Regions from separate parts of the Mus musculus genome. Here all the other regions are linked to region 1. A link is a contact called in public HiChIP or PLAC-seq and promoter capture Hi-C data. All regions are on one chromosome and are shown on one strand. The core of a region is the stretch at or near the end of the contact, and the rest is flanking DNA. Distances in the headings are between cores, read along the strand shown.

Region 1 (3,099 bases), core at 100-2,599:
ACAAAGGCAGACAGGAAGGTCCCTCAGCTGCTAAGAGTACCTGGCTAGCTCCACACCCTAGGTGCATCTTCCAGAACTACAAAAGAAAAAAACAAAACTAGATGATGCCTTATCTGCAAACACACCCTTAGCCTAGAACCTTCAGCCTCACGGCCAGATGTCAACTCTGGGTCCTTTGATGAAGTCTGCAGTGAAAGGATTGACCTAGCCAAGAGTCAGGCTAACTCCATGACAGGCTGCAAACTGGCAGTTTGGGAGACTAGGTCTAAGTTTCTGTTTCCCAGAAATGAGAACCTGGATCCAGGAACTTATGGTCAGCCAACCACAACAGTGGACAGCCAATCAGAGGACACCTTGTCATCTGGCCTGAAGTAAGTATAGGTAGCTAGAATGAGTAAGTGACCCCCTGGGAGGTCTCCAGGGCCTAATGAATTGTAGAATCAGTCAGGCTCCTAGAGGCACATACACCATACACCTTCCTGGTCTCCAGGGCCTAAGGCACATACACTGTACACCTTCCTGGAATTCCCCTGAAAATAAAAGCTGAGCTTGGGCGACCACAAGGAGTCTCCATCCCCAAATGGGGAGACCCCTGCATGAAGGAAATGCTGCTCAATGAACACTCTTTGTGTTTGCAAACTATCTGAGTCAAGGTATCATTCTTTGGCGATTCTTGGATCCTAACAGAAGAGCAAGTGGCATACTTGCAGTGTGATGGTTCTGGCAAAGTTGTCAAGATTGGAATGAACAGTATTGGTCTCTTTCTGTGAGTAAAACATTTAAAACGGAACAGGTTCGAAACTGCAAATCTAAGTGCTTTGTTCAAGCAACGACGAGTCTAACCTTTTGAACACTTCTGAATACTTAATGAAGAGACACTTAACTTCAAGGCTTGCACTGGGTTCTTCAGATAGACATTAAAGAGGGAGGATTTTAGCGTCTCTTTGGTCACAGTTCAGTAGTGAAACTGGCAGGGAAAAACAAATACCTTACACTAACTGTGATTTAGTCGCCCTTGCACTGAGTCTTTGGGAGGAAGCACACAGTGGGGCATAGAGAGCACCGGGCAGATGACCACCAAGGTAGGGGCCCGGTCAAGAAGGCGGCGGGAAGGGTAGGGCGGTGCCACCGGAGGGCATCAGCCAAGCCAGTCCCTGGAGGAGATGCCCCTTGGTCCCCGGGCCTGCGGAGCGCGGCGGTGGGGCGACCCTGCCCAGGACCTCACCTTGTTCACCTGCGCAGCGCGCAGCAGGTCCCGGGCCTCCAGGAAGGAGAAGATGTGCTGCAGTTCGTGCGGGCCAAGCTGCGGCGCCATCCCGCTTGCCACGCCCTAGCCCCGTGCGTCTGCTTCCTCCACAGTTAGATGAGCCCGCCCACATGAGAAAATTGTGCCGGTTACTTCCGCTCCTGCGCTCGCCTCCCCAGGCTGGTCATTTCCAGCTGCTGGCTTTTGACATGATCCTGCTCTGGCCTAGCGATCACTGAAGTTGGAATATTGACCTTGTTTTTTTCTCTGCCTCTCCTCTCACAATCAGTCTTGGTTGCTCCTTGCCGGGTTCTGGCTTCAGCCTCCTCCCTGCTTATGATTCTGCATTGTATTTATTATCAACCATGCCAACATGTACACATTTGGTGTTTTCCAGAAATGGGCTGTGCGGTAGGACAAAGAGTAGGGGCATGCATCTTGTATTGTAATCGATTGCTTCCTCTAATATTTACTGCAATTTATAGCTGCTGTTAAAACCACGCACACATAAATTTAACCTTAGAAGAGCGAAAGTATTGGGTACTATGATTCTGTAATGAACTCTTCTGTGCTCCTGTAGGAGTTAGGGCAGCTACAAGTCCACACCTCCCATCCTTGCCCATCGACCATCATTACTGCCACTGGTGTGCAGGTGAAGACATTTTCCCCAGTCAGGTCCACACCTGTGTGGTTCTGAAATGATTACGGGAGCATCATCTTGTTTTGACTCCATTTCATGTTTGCTTGGATAGCTCAGTACAAAATGGCCACACATTTGAGATTTGCATGGCCTTGACCTTGGGTCAGATATATTAGCCAAAAATAAGTAAACTACAATAGATTTAAAAGACATAAGTAAAAACAAACAAACAAACAAACAAACAAACAAAAACACACTATGTCTGAAATAACCAGTATGCCTTGCCAGTAATGAACGTGTCAAGGTTCCTTGACCCTCATCTGATTTTGACTTTGATGTAAATTATGGTCTTTGTGAGTTTTGCCTTTAAAAAGTCTGCACCCCTGAGCTTGGATGCCAAGAAACGTTTCAGAGGCACAAGCCTGTTCTTGGTCATGCCATCAATAAAAAGGGCTTAAAACCTTTAATTGGCTTAATCAGCATGGTTGCCAATAATTGTCTCATGTGGGTCATTTCAGTGCATTACAACCAAGATGCTTGAACCTGGAAAGATCTCTGAATCCTCCAGGGATAGAAATAATGGCTTTGAGTTTATGCTAAGTAAAGCATAACATGAGGTGATCTAAGGCTGGGCAGGAGGGGTGGCCAAGAAGAGTGTGGAGCAGAAAATAAGCTTATAACCATAAGTGCCGTAGGTCAGGCACTTAGTCCTCTTCCTAACATACTTGACTCCCTCTTTGACTGTGGAACTCCTAAAACTGGGATGACAGACATGGCCTCATCTCCCACCCCTGCACAGGAAACAGCTGTAGAAGGATCTGCTGCCTCCAGATGTGTATACATGAATCCCTGTGCACTGAAGCTTCAGTGGGAGGCTACCATTCTTTAAAGCCATTGACCTGAGTCCAAATAAAAGAAATCGCATACCTAGAGTAAAGAGAAGGATGAGATCTGTACATGTCAAATTATGACAGTTTTAGGGCCCAAGTCTTAAGACCACCGAAGCACCCTACACTCACTCTGTAATGAGTAAATGCCAGTGCATTTAACCCAGGGAAACACACAGCTGCCTGAGCCTATCATTACCAGGATTACTAATGCTTTCATTAATAAAGTGAAAAGGGTCCATTTTATGGTAATGTTAAATATCCTTTACTTATTCATGTGTTTGTATCTTTGGTCCCCATTAGGCAGCACTGTTTTAGGAAGCTGG
Region 2 (2,980 bases), core at 147-2,646, 680 kb before region 1:
TAATACACAATTACCAAATCTGATAACGGACATCCTGTAAATCGTGTTCACCCATTAACTAATACTGAAGGGGTTAAAAAGGCTAAAGATGTGCCTCTTCTATCTTTCCAAAATTTCACCACCTCAGAAGTGCGCTCAGGATGTATAGGTAAAAAAACGTCTAAGATCCGGTTTCATTTTCACTCTCTAACAAAAGCTATGCAGAAGGCAATTACTCTCCATCAATCCTTTCAGGCTGCAGCTTCTTCCAGAAAATTCCAAGGAAAGTTAGTGAGGCATTCGCATTTCGATACGGATACCATCTTTCTCGCTAGTCACACTAAAATCCTTTACAACACTTGAACGAATCTTGTATTGCTTTTGGATGTACACGATAAATAAACAAGCCTTTAAACCAGAAGTAAGACTGCACGCGCGCGCGCACACACACACACACACACAGAGAGAAAAATCCTTACAAAACCCGAAACCCAATTCATAGACCATCGAAACCAAATCAATATAAAAACAATTGCGTAAACAAACTTTGAGATGCGCAGGCAACGTCGTGGATGACTGAAGCCATTTCTCAACCCGACACCCCCCGCCTCCCGGAAAGGCCCAGAACGCACCATCCGTGCAGGAAGCCGCCAGGGACCGCGACCCCCGGCGCTGCGCAGTATCCGCACCGCACATCTATCGGGCGCATTCGGGGAGGCAAACCCAAGGTCACGCAGGCCCGCGCCCCGAGCCCCCCAGGCAGGGCGTCACCGGGATGACCCGTCGCGGGGGTCCCGCCACGCCCCTCCCCCGCCCGGTTACGCAATGCCCCCGCCCCCGCCCCCCGCCCGGCACGGAACAAAGCGCGCGGGAAGCGGCCGCGGGGCTGGGGCAGGGACCCCGCGAGCGCCATGTTGGCGGGGGCGGCGGGGACCGGGCGGGGGCGACGAACAAAGGAACTCGCGCACGCCCCGGCCCCAGCCCGCCGCGCCCCGGCCCCACCGAGCCCGGCCGGCAGGGGGCGCTGAGGGGCGCCGCCCGCGGACAATGCGCCCGGGGCCCCGCGGGCTATGCTCACCTGGGTCCGCGCGCCGTGAGAGGCCCACTCGCTTCCCCCCTCACGGCCCTGCAGCCAGCCCCACGCGCGTCTCACCTGTCGGCCACCGAGGCTGCCCACGGGGCCGCCGTGGTTCGCTCGTGCTCCCCGCCGGCCCAGCCCGAGCCAGACGGCGCCTCCCCACCCCCGCTCCTCGCCGCGGCCGCCGCCCGCCCCCCGGCCGCCACGGCGCACGCGCACTGCGCCCGCCGAACTGCGACGGCCGCGCCGCCCCGGCGCCCGGCGCCGCCGGACGCACTGCGCAGGCGCGGGTGGGAGGCGGGCCCTGGCGGCGGGGGCGGGGCCTGGCGCTGCTCACCTGGAGGGTGGGGCGCGCACCCGGAGCGGCGAGGTACACGCTGGGGAGCCGCGGGCCTGGCGTAGAGCCGGCCTCTCTTACAAGCGGAGCAGGGTCGGGAAGACGAACGGAGAGTAGCGGGCGTTGGTATTTACTCTTGCACGGGAGGACGGCTTCCAGGAGCTATCCTGACTCTTTGTCCTGGGACCTTACGTCTGCTGTCTCGGGTAGCTGCCTGGCTAGCTGCGGAGATGCAGGAGGCTAGGTCACATGACCGTGCGCCGCGCAGGTGCACTTTCCTGCGGAGCAGCAGCTTTGGACTGCAGGACGCGAGCCCTTTAAAAATATGGATAGGCTCCCCCATGCTCCCTTGAAGACACACCGCCTTGCTGTACGCCGCACTGCGCAGTGGCTGAGGAACTAGGCTCAGCTTGCAAAGCTCAGGGCCTCCTGCGAACACCTGCTGAGGGTGGCTGCTGCAAACACCTAGCCTTGGCCTAGCTGCAGCCGCTGCTCTAGAAGTCACCCCGGGCTCCTCGCGAGGCTGCAAGCCAAGACTTCCCACGATCGCACGAGAATCCGTGCGACTCTGGTTCCAGTTAAGATCGCCTATTGAGGATCTGTTTGGCTGTGGGCAAGGAAAGAGAGAAAAAGAAAACGTCCGGGATGGTTTGGTTTGAGGGGAAGTGAAATACGGGACCTGAAGCTTCGTCTGGGTCTCCTTCCCTCCTTTAACCCAGTGTCTGGATCCAGGCGGTCACCGACCTGGTTCCTCGAGTGCTGTAGCACTGCCGCATTGTAATAAGCCTCCTGCCAGAGTGTTGCCAGGTCGAATTACAAGACGTTATTGGAAAGCCCTTTGCGCACTCCAAACCTGCAGCACGGCTCTTAGTTCGCTGTGCTCTTTGGGATTCCATTGGCACTTTTTTTTTTTTTTTCAAAATAAGATTGATATGTGCCTGCTCAAATTAAAATGCTTGTCTCAGATGACATTCTTGGCAGGAGCAACGTAGTCACAGACCGAAGAGAGGGCTAATTTCAGTAGAGATGCAGCCAGCCTGGAGATCACTGAGAGAAGATTAGCTTTTGTTGTGTTTAATGTTTGATCGTGGAGGCTGACAGGAACAAGGAAGGGTGTGATAGGGAAGGAGGCTGGAGTGACAGTATGGAACACTTCCGTTTCCTTGGTGACACGCCTGGTTTTTTTTGGTTTGTTTTTTTTTTTCTGTTCTCTAGAGGAACAGAACTTACAAAATGAATATATACATATGGAAAGAGTATGTATTAGAATACCTCACAGGCTTTGATCAAGTTAGTCCAGCAATGGCTGTCTACCCACAGAAGGTCCAGGAATTCAGTAGTTGTTCAGTACTGAAAGCTGAATGTCTCATCTGGTCTTCAGCATACGCTGGAATCTCAAGCAGGCTATAATGTGAGTGAAGGAATGGACTTGCTAGTGAGACAGCAAAGAGCAAAAACTTCCTTATTCCGTGTCCTTTAAATAAGCTGCCAACAAGTGTGCCCCAGATTAAAGGTATGTCTTCCTACCTCAGAAGATCCACATTAACCGTGTCTCTTCCCACCTCAAAAGGTCTGGATTAAAGGTA
Region 3 (3,215 bases), core at 632-3,131, 990 kb before region 1:
CTGTGTAACAAAGGATCATGCTTTCTAGAAAAGGGACCAGTCCCTGACTCATGGGAAGCAGGGTATCAGGTCAGTCAGTACGTAAAGCTTTGCAGGAAATGGGAGTTCCTTCATCCAAATATGGTAGAGAACCAGGAGGGTCTCGGTATGGTGTGTGTGTGTGTGTATGTGCATGTGCATGTGCATGCATGTGTGTGTGTGTGTGTTTGTATGTGTGTAGCTGTGTGTGTGTGTGTGTGTGTGTGTGTAAAGAGCAAATGGCTTCGGGGAAATGCTAAGTGGTTATGACGTCAATCTCCCCAAATGCCAGTGGGGGCTTCCTAAGGGCAAGCTCTGATGTATGTGGGCAGACTGACACTGACCAGATGAGAGCATCTGCCAGTCTGCTGATGGAAAGATCTGATGTGAAGGTATATGGCCACACAATACTCCCCCAAGCACTGAGCTCTGCACCCCCTTAAGAAGCTTACAGATCTAGATTCCTCCACAGCTACCCAAACAGAGCGCCTGCGCACAGGCACACACACCACCACCACCACCACCACCACCACCACCACCACCACCACCACCACCACCACCACCACCACCTCAACCAAACAGCCCTGACCACAGCCACAACTTGCCAGGCCTTTACCTGAGGTATGCAACCCCTTGCTCCACTTTCTAGGAATTATATTCTCTTGGCCCTCCCTGTCTGCTTGGTTTTCGTCTATAAAGGATGGAACTTTGAATAGATACATTTTTGTAGGTGGTGATATGCAATACCAGAGACTTCTGGCTGCAGACCTTAGAATGAGTGACTCTGGAGGCTTTGGAGGAGGGGGTGTCAAGAAGAAGAGGTGTTTGTTTAAAGCAAAGGATTCCCTTTAAACAGCTGACGAGAAACCCCCTTTTACATCAAATCTAAGGAACATGGTGTCAGGATTGTTAAAGGCTGGAGAGACAGGGACGCAGAGACCATGTACAGGCACATGGTTAATGGTCACCCTTCCCTTTCTTCTATTTCAGTTAAGAACATATGACACACCAATCTTCTCTCTCATTATCACTTTGCTGGCACCTTGTCTTCTAGCTCCAGGCCTGACACTCCTAATTGCCTAGTTTGAGAAGTGCTAAGAAAACTGGAATTTTGTCACTAATAAAACTTAAAAGAATCATTTGCTTTCTCCCAGAGGGAAAACCCACAGCCGTTCCCAGTGCCCAGGTTTTCTTCTCCTAAGATTGTCTAACTTCTTAATTAGCCAAGTAAAGCAAGAATCTTTCCCTTGGACAGCCTGCTCACTCTGCTCCGAGTTTACAAACACATTTAGAAAGCCCTGGTTGTTATTTAAAGGAACCCTATACCTCTCCACCAGCTCCAACAGGCGGTTATGTCCTGTTCTCCGGGATATGAACAGGAGGGGGTGGCCGAAGCGAGGCACTCGCGAGCCCAAGTCACTCTGGTGCCCCGACTTGGTTGAAATTTTATCCAAAAAGGGGGTTCGGGTGAACCCCCAGGCGCTCAACCCGCGACTCTGGTCTGTGCAACCCCGGGATCCGGTCCCGCCGCTCACCTCGTTCTGCAAGGCGCATCTGGGCTGGTTGCATGCTGCCGTGTCTCAGCTAAGACTCCCGTCTAGGGGCTCCTCCGGAGGTCGCTCGTGGCCTCAGGTTTCTCTCCCGCTAGGCTTGTCCAGCCACCTTGCTCAGCACCCGGACCTTGTCGCCTGCCCCTGAACTTGTTCTCCCAGACTCTGCCCCAGAGAATCCGAAGGCAAACTTTTGCCACTGCCCTCCGGGGCGGGGCCCAAACTCACCCCGCCTCCTGCCGCCCCTAACCCAAGCTTCAGAGCTTCGCGGGCTGGTCCCCAGATACGCCCTGGTTCCCAGCCACGTCCCCGCCTCGGGCTACGTCCCCGCCCAGTCTCTGGATTACTTCTCTGCATCCGCGCTGTCTGGACTCTGGGACTCGGGCTGGGGCTCTTCAACCCTCTGTATCCCTCTGCCCCTATTCCTCTGCCGATCATCTACCCCCACCCCCAAACCTATACTCTGACTCCAAGGTTCTGCGTCTATCCTGCTAATTTTAAGTGCTCCAGAACCCAGCAGCTGCAGATACCTAACCGGGTGCAGAACTGGGCTTGGGTAGATATCTACCTAAGTGTCCAGAAGGATTTGAGCGGATTCTTATTAATACTGTTACTCACCTTGAGGTGACCAGTGTTAACTATACTATCTTTAACCTGAAATCAACCGACTACCAGCTTGAGCTGGTAAGCTAAGCCCCCTGCCCCTTTGGACTCCTGCCCCTGCCCCCATCCCTTTCGGAGCTGAAGGCAGGGACCCCAGCCTCTTGTGCATTTCAGGTCCTGACTCCTGTGTCTTGTCTACCTTAGTTAACTGTACCCAGTCTACTCCTGCGCTCTGGGCAAGCCTCACCGGCCATGTGGGGAGAAATGAGAATCTTTGGGGGGAACCGCAGGCACAATTGTCAGTTACAAAGGAAATGCAAAAGATCTCCAGACCAGCTTGGGGAAGGAGAGGGGAGAGGAAGCAGACCGCAGCTAAATTCCCGAGCAGGCAGGGTTCCAGGTCCCTGCTACCTTTTCTCTGGGGCTTTCTTGCCTACAGAAGATGAATTTACCGCTTTCTTGGGATTCATCTGGCATGTAAAGGCAGCTCTTGGCCGGTCTTGGCCTTCTCTGTTGTCTGGTGAGACGCACAAGCCCTCCGGGTCACAGGAGCCAGGCTGCAGAGCTCCAGCTGCCTTGGCTGCTCAGTAGCAGCGCGATTCTCCTGAGCTCTGGTCCTACTGCCTAGCCTCCCAAATTTGCCTAGTGTCTTGGACACAGCTGGGGAAAGCTAGTTCTCTCCCCAAGTGCAGTGAGAATGGGCGTGTCTCTGTATACTTGACTCCTACAGCATCCAGTTAAAGAAAGCAGAGGTGGCCACAGTTGAAGATGCTTCTGTAGCTGTTTCTGCAGCCACTTCCTGAGGCCAGGGTAACAACAGTTTCTTGGTCGCTATGTCTAACCCCACAAAAAGGCCTGGTGCTCTAGCTGTTTCTCACTGTGTCACCATCACTGCCCCGGCTGCTGGAGGTGTGTTTTATACAGCATCTGTCTCTCCATTCCCCGGGTAAATGGTCCTCTGGATAGAAGAGGGTGACCCTGAGTCTCTCTATGACAGCTCCTCCAGCCTCAGACACCAGACTCCCACAGCCTGAGAGGTACCAG

The links. Promoter capture Hi-C pulls out the DNA fragments that hold promoters and counts their contacts. HiChIP or PLAC-seq counts read pairs in DNA pulled down with a chosen protein or histone mark.
Region 2: a contact with region 1 is called in a promoter capture Hi-C map of hippocampal neurons, with 2.8 times the contacts expected there. The contact joins the promoter of 9430083A17Rik here to the promoter of Fbxw17 in region 1. A contact is called at or near these places in 3 of 39 promoter capture datasets (the 3T3-L1 cell line, cranial neural crest and hippocampal neurons).
Region 3: an H3K4me3 HiChIP or PLAC-seq map of forebrain shows a contact between it and region 1, with 6 times the contacts expected there. The contact joins the promoter of S1pr3 here to the promoter of Fbxw17 in region 1. A contact is called at or near these places in 9 of 39 promoter capture datasets (the 3T3-L1 cell line, the C10 cell line, cranial neural crest and 5 more), 1 of 115 datasets of contacts at active chromatin or transcription factors (forebrain) and 1 of 9 other capture datasets (embryonic stem cells).

What each region holds. Positions count from the first base shown.
Region 1 is chr13:50,416,114-50,419,212 of GRCm38.p6, reverse strand. Fbxw17 (F-box and WD-40 domain protein 17) reads right to left here and starts at 1,349. Exons shown (of 10, transcript NM_175401.4): 1 at 1,226-1,349. The coding sequence starts at 1,315.
Region 2 is chr13:51,099,143-51,102,122 of GRCm38.p6, reverse strand. It overlaps 9430083A17Rik (RIKEN cDNA 9430083A17 gene), which reads left to right and starts at 1,396. Exons shown (of 1, transcript NR_029463.1): 1 at 1,396-2,980. Spin1 (spindlin 1) reads right to left here and starts at 1,243. Exons shown (of 6, transcript NM_146043.4): 1 at 1,133-1,243.
Region 3 is chr13:51,407,284-51,410,498 of GRCm38.p6, reverse strand. S1pr3 (sphingosine-1-phosphate receptor 3) reads right to left here and starts at 1,881. Exons shown (of 2, transcript NM_010101.4): 1 at 1,554-1,881. The region is part of intron 1 of Gm32834 (a long non-coding RNA gene); the gene reads left to right.